Regions from separate parts of the Macaca mulatta genome. Here region 1 is linked to region 2. A link is a contact called in public Hi-C data. All regions are on one chromosome and are shown on one strand. The core of a region is the stretch at or near the end of the contact, and the rest is flanking DNA. Distances in the headings are between cores, read along the strand shown. Region 1 holds the start of NSMCE3 (NSE3 component of SMC5/6 complex). Region 2 holds the start of ENTREP2 (endosomal transmembrane epsin interactor 2).

The links. Hi-C and Micro-C count contacts between places; a contact is called where the count stands out from the background.
Region 1: a Hi-C map of fetal cortex germinal zone shows a contact between it and region 2, with 2.4 times the contacts expected there. The contact joins the promoter of NSMCE3 here to the promoter of ENTREP2 in region 2. A contact is called at or near these places in 2 of 14 Hi-C or Micro-C datasets (fetal cortex germinal zone and fetal cortical plate).

The regions. Positions count from the first base shown.
Region 1 is chr7:9,161,334-9,164,033 of T2T-MMU8v2.0, forward strand. It overlaps NSMCE3 (NSE3 component of SMC5/6 complex), which reads left to right and starts at 1,266. Exons shown (of 1, transcript NM_001257507.1): 1 at 1,266-2,700. The coding sequence starts at 1,360. The coding sequence ends at 2,259. The region is part of intron 2 of ENTREP2 (endosomal transmembrane epsin interactor 2); the gene reads left to right.
Region 2 is chr7:8,853,452-8,856,151 of T2T-MMU8v2.0, forward strand. ENTREP2 (endosomal transmembrane epsin interactor 2) reads left to right here and starts at 1,323. Exons shown (of 11, transcript XM_077939056.1): 1 at 1,323-1,724. The coding sequence starts at 1,506.

The DNA.
Region 1 (2,700 bases), core at 16-2,515, 310 kb after region 2:
GAATTACAAACAAATGTGTTATGCTACTAACATTTAACAAAATTTTAATAAGGTTGTGTTTGATGCTATTATTCAGATAATGTGTTCTAAATTGCTTTCCTTTGAATATATTTGCATTAAAGAGGAACTCGATTTGGTTCTTTGAAGAGTTTATCCACTTTCTGGGTAGCTTTAAAAAGACACAGGGAAATTCAGTTTCTTCTTTGCAAGTCAATAAATAGAGAAGAAACAAATTTGCTAAGATCTATAGAAGTAATGGCAGCAGATTGCTGATGGTTTGAGTTAATGAAATGACTCATTTTGGCTACTTGAGTTGCACAATTAAAATATACATAGACTGCACACATCATAGATGAGGGATAAATACCCTTGTGTTCTCTTTTCTTTCTCAAAGCTAATATATTATGAATTAAGAAATTTAAGAGATCCACATTATTGCAATTCTTGATCAGTGATGCCCAAAATTAAGTGGTAATCTCTTGAGAGTGCACGTTTGCAGCATTCCTCTTACGCATTTCTGCTAAAATTGTGGCTGTGAGCCGAAGACAGTTGTTTTCCAAAGGATAAACTCATTTGACCAAGCTAAAACATTTACTTAATATTGACAAGTTTTGTGGGGTTTTCTCATAGTTGTCTAGCTAAAGGAGTTTAATGCAGAGAATACACATACGGAAATAGTGAAACCGAAGTCCTGCTTGCGCGGAAAGCCTGCAGCAGACTTTTGTTTTTAACAAACTCCACGGGGCATTAGAGAAAGTAACTGGGGGCAGTGGGTTGGAGGGTATAAAATTGAGCGGAGGGACGAAAACTAAGAGCCCTCTGGGTTTTTTATATCCTTCTACATGTTGTGTAGAAATAAATGCTTTTACTTCCACGGTCGTACCTTCCTCTTCACCTTTTTTTTTTCTTTCTCACACATTCATCCTGTGAGATCTTTTCATTTACAAATGCTCCCGATTTAGAATTAGAAACTCATAATACCGTCTGTAAAACTTGCCTGAGCCTGTCTGGTCCTGAATTTAGCGACACACTTGTTTAGGAGTTTCGGTTCTCGTTCTCTGCTTGCATGGTTTAGTAAGAACAACACTTCGATATACTGAAATTCACCGACCAGACCTGCAGGGCTGCACAGAAATATCTGATGCTTTTGGTACCCCCAGCCCCGCAGCCGCGCAGGCGCACCGCCCAGCCGCCGTGACGCAAGGCGCAGGCTTCATGACGCGGCACGCAGTCTCAGCCGACACTGCGCGCCCCTTCTGGGGCCCCGCCCAGGCAGCGGCCTTAGCGGGTCGCCGACCCACGATCCCAGCCGCGGCTGCTTGCTTGCCGGAGTGTGCACCGGTACGCGTCGCCGGTGACATGTTGCAAAAACCGAGGAACCGGGGTCGCTCTGGCGGCCAGGCCGAGAGGGACAGCGACTGGAGCCGTGGCGGAAACTCCGGGGCCTCGCGGGCGGGCGAACACGCCCGGGCCCGCAGAGACGGCTTCGCAGAGGAGGCCCCGAGCACTTCCCGGGGGCCGGGCGGCTCGCAGGGGTCGCAGGGCGCCCGCCGGTCCCAGGCCTCCCCCGCCGTGGGCCCCAGGACCCAGAAGCAGCAGGAGCTGAAAGTGTCCGAGCTGGTGCAGTTCTTACTGATTAAGGACCAGAAGAAGATTCCGATCAAGCGGGCCGACATACTGAAGCACGTCATCGGGGACTACAAGGACATCTTCCCCGACCTCCTCAAACGGGCCGCCGAGCGCCTCCAGTACGTCTTCGGTTATAAGCTGGTGGAACTTGAACCCAAGAGCAACACTTATATCCTCATCAACACCCTGGAGCCGGTGGAGGAGGATGCCGAGGTGAGGGGTGACCAAGGCACGCCCACTACGGGCCTCCTGATGATCGTCCTGGGGCTCATCTTTATGAAGGGCAACACCGTCAAGGAGACTGAAGTCTGGGACTTTCTGCGGCGCTTAGGGGTCTACCCCACCAAGAAGCATTTCATTTTCGGAGATCCAAAGAAACTCATTACCGAGGACTTTGTGCGACAACGTTACCTGGAATACCGGCGGATACCCCACACCGACCCCGTGGACTACGAGTTCCAGTGGGGCCCGCGAACCAACCTGGAAACCAGCAAGATGAAAGTTCTTAAGTTTGTGGCCAAAGTCCATAATCAAGACCCCAAGGACTGGCCAGCGCAGTACTGTGAGGCGTTGGCAGATGAGGAGAACAGGGCCAGACCTCAGCCCAGTGGCTCAGCCCCATCCTCTTGAAATCTGAGGTGGATTCAGAGGGACCCCCGGGACAAGGGTCTGAGACCCAAAGGCACAGTGCAGAGGAGCGGGGGAAGGGAGAACGAACCCAGGAAGCGTATTTCTGTAGCGTTTCAATGTGTGTAGCTTTAGGATGTGTTTGCAAAGTTTTGTTCTTTTAATGTTGTGTTATTTGGTTCCAGATTTTCATCTATAAACAAAAGAGCATTTGTTTTGCTTTGATTTTACTTTTTTTGGTATAAAAAATTTTCCTAGCTTAGTAAAACGAATTGGAAAACTTGACTATGATCTGAAACAGATATGCCAGAAGGAACACATAAGTAAGTTGCTTTGGTGCCAAGAAAATAAAAAAGTAGCTATTATCGGGTCTCTTAAGCATCCCAGTTTGTAAGGAAAAATAAAAGTCTTTATAAAATTAAAAATAAAAACGTAATTGCCTAT
Region 2 (2,700 bases), core at 73-2,572:
TTTTGAGATCAGCCAGTTTATCTGTGGAATTCCCTACCCCCTGTTCATCCCTTGGCCATCTCGTTAAATTGGAAAATAAATCCCATCCCTGCTAAGGTGTTGGCTGATAAAGGCTTGAGCTATAGCCCCTTCAAGGGGAATTTGCATTTTAATAGAGGATCGTCAAGCCCCAAAGGAATCAATATCTCTAACGGTGAAATTTCAAGCACCAGCAACTGAGATATTTTGGGACGACACTCTCCAGCGTTTCTCATCCAACAGTAAGGTCTGCCAGAAAGCCACGGAAGAATGGTCTCAGGAAATGACCGGCCGTTTCCCTTTATTACTCTGAACTTTGCCTTTTCACGTCTGGTCCCTTCAGACTCCCTAACGCTGGTGGATCTCTTAATCTGTCAATGCAGCCCTTTTCAACACAAGCAGCGTCTTAAAGGTAGCTCATCAACGGGCCACAAAGGAATTATGGCAATCAAAACCTGCAGGTTTTCCTGGTATTCCAAAGGAGCCAGTACTTAACTATTTTAAACTCTATGCTGGCAAGAGGGAGTGGAGATGGTTTAATCGGTTATTAATGATATTGCGCATTTAAATTCGTTTTGTGCAAATTTTTTTAAAGCCCAAACTTTTAACTTGTATCAAAAGCATGCAAACCAAAGGTGGGTAAGAGACATGGTATGTGTCCTGGCAATGTTCTCAATGTCCTCCGGAGCTGAGTTCTCGGCGGATGGCTTGGGATTCTCGAACTGCAGAAAAGCGGCATCTTGGATCTTGGATTTCTGCATTCGAGAGAGGCTCCTGTCCGCCACACCTGCGGCCCAGCACCCGGAATTTCCCTCCTGTCTGCTCCCAGCCCGTCTTCCCATCCTCCGCGCCCCGCGCGCCCATCCCGCGCCGGCCCCAGGCTCTCAGGGCTCGGCCTGCCCGCCGCCCGAGCCCCTCCGCGCCGCCGACCTACGGCTCCGCCGCGGAGGCTGGTGCCCTTGCCCTTGATGCGCTGCCGCCCCCGCTCTCCTTCCGCAAACCCGCTGCAACCAGGGCGCGAGGCGTGAGCGCGGAGGCTGGGCGGCGAGGACCGCACCTGCGCCTTCCCTGCCCGGCTCCCGGCTCCCGCTACGGCCCCAGCTGGGGCCCAGGGCACGGCGGCGGGGCTCGCGCCCGGGGACGGCAGCGGCTCGCGCCCGGTACGGCAGCAGCGGCGGCTCGCGCCCGCGCTCGGGCCGGGGAGCGCGCGGGGCGGGCGGGGGAGGGCGCGGCGCGGCGCGGCGCGGCCGGCGGGCGGGCGGCGCGGCGGCGGCGGCATGGGCGCGGGCACCGGCGGGGGCTGCGGGCTCCCGGCTCCCAGCCCGGCCCGGCCCGCTCCCGGCGCGCGGCCGCCGCGGCCCCCGTAGCCGGCTGGGAGGCCGTCCCCGCACCCGGCGCAACTTGCCTCGGACCCTCTGTGAGGAGAGGCGGCGGCGGCGCGCGCCGGGCCGGGCGAGAGCGGGCGAGGCGTGCGGGCGCCCGGCGCGATGCCTCCGGCCGGCAGCTCCCGAGCGCCGCGTCCCGCCGCGCTGCCCCGCAGCCTGTCCCGCCTGCGCGAGTGCCCGGGCCGCTCCCGCATCGTGCTGGCGCTCGGGGCCACGCAGATGGCGCTCGGATGCCTCATCGTGGCAGTCAGCTTCGCCGCGCTGGCGCTCACCACCTCGGCCCGCGTCCGCCACTCCTGCCCCTTCTGGGCAGGCTTCTCGGTGAGTGTCCGCGGCCAGACGGGGACGGGCTCCGGGTACTGCGCGGGCCGGGGGAGCGAGGCGCTGCGGCCGCCGGGACGCCACCGCGGGCAGCAAGTTCCGGGCTCCAAAGCCGGGGCCGAGCAGCTGCAGCGCGGGGCGCAGTTCGAAACTCCGAGCAGAATAACTCCAGGGCCCGGCTCGCCGCTCTCGGAGCATCGCGTTCCCGCTCCTATTGCGCTGATTCCCGGAGTTACTTTTCTTAGAGGAAACAGCAGCCAGGCGCCCGCCGTCCTCCGAGCCCGCAGCGGCCGGAGGGAGCGCCGGGGACACGACCTCGCCAGCCGAGCGGCGGAGGCCGAGGCGAGGAGGTGGAATCCGACCCGGAGCGGAGCAGCGTGTGGTCGCGCCTCTTGCCTTCGCGGCTGCCCTGGCCAGGGGTGTGAGGGGGTGGGCGCGGGGCGCGTCCCGTCTGGTTTTGGGTCAGTCCGGCTATCGGGGACCGGCCAGCCCCTGTGGTCACTCGCCGACTTGGCTTCGGGGACTTGTGGTTTCCCGCGTCCGCCCAGAACGGCGTGGTTTGTGGGCAGCGGGACTGGGCAGGCGACCCGCATCCGGCATCCTGGGGCAGGGGCCAGGGGGCGGGGGCCGGGGGGCGGGCAAGGTGCGGGGGCCGTGGCTGCTTTCTGAGCTCCAGACCTTAAGGATGACCGATTTTCAGACTCCTAACCACTAAATCAGAGAAGCCAGTGATGAACACATCTCCATAGGAGAAAGACGCCAGTACATCTCTATTAAAGTGACTGTCCCCAAGAGTTAATTTTTGGCGTTTTGTAGCATTTTGATGCAAGTTGTTTTTTTCCCTATATTAACAAAGAATGGACGTTATGGGAATGGGAGAGATACATATGCAGAGCAGATATTTATGAAGAGTGGCGCTTGTTCTGAGAACTCTTGACATCTGTAACTGCATTTGGTGTATCGTGCTGAAATACAT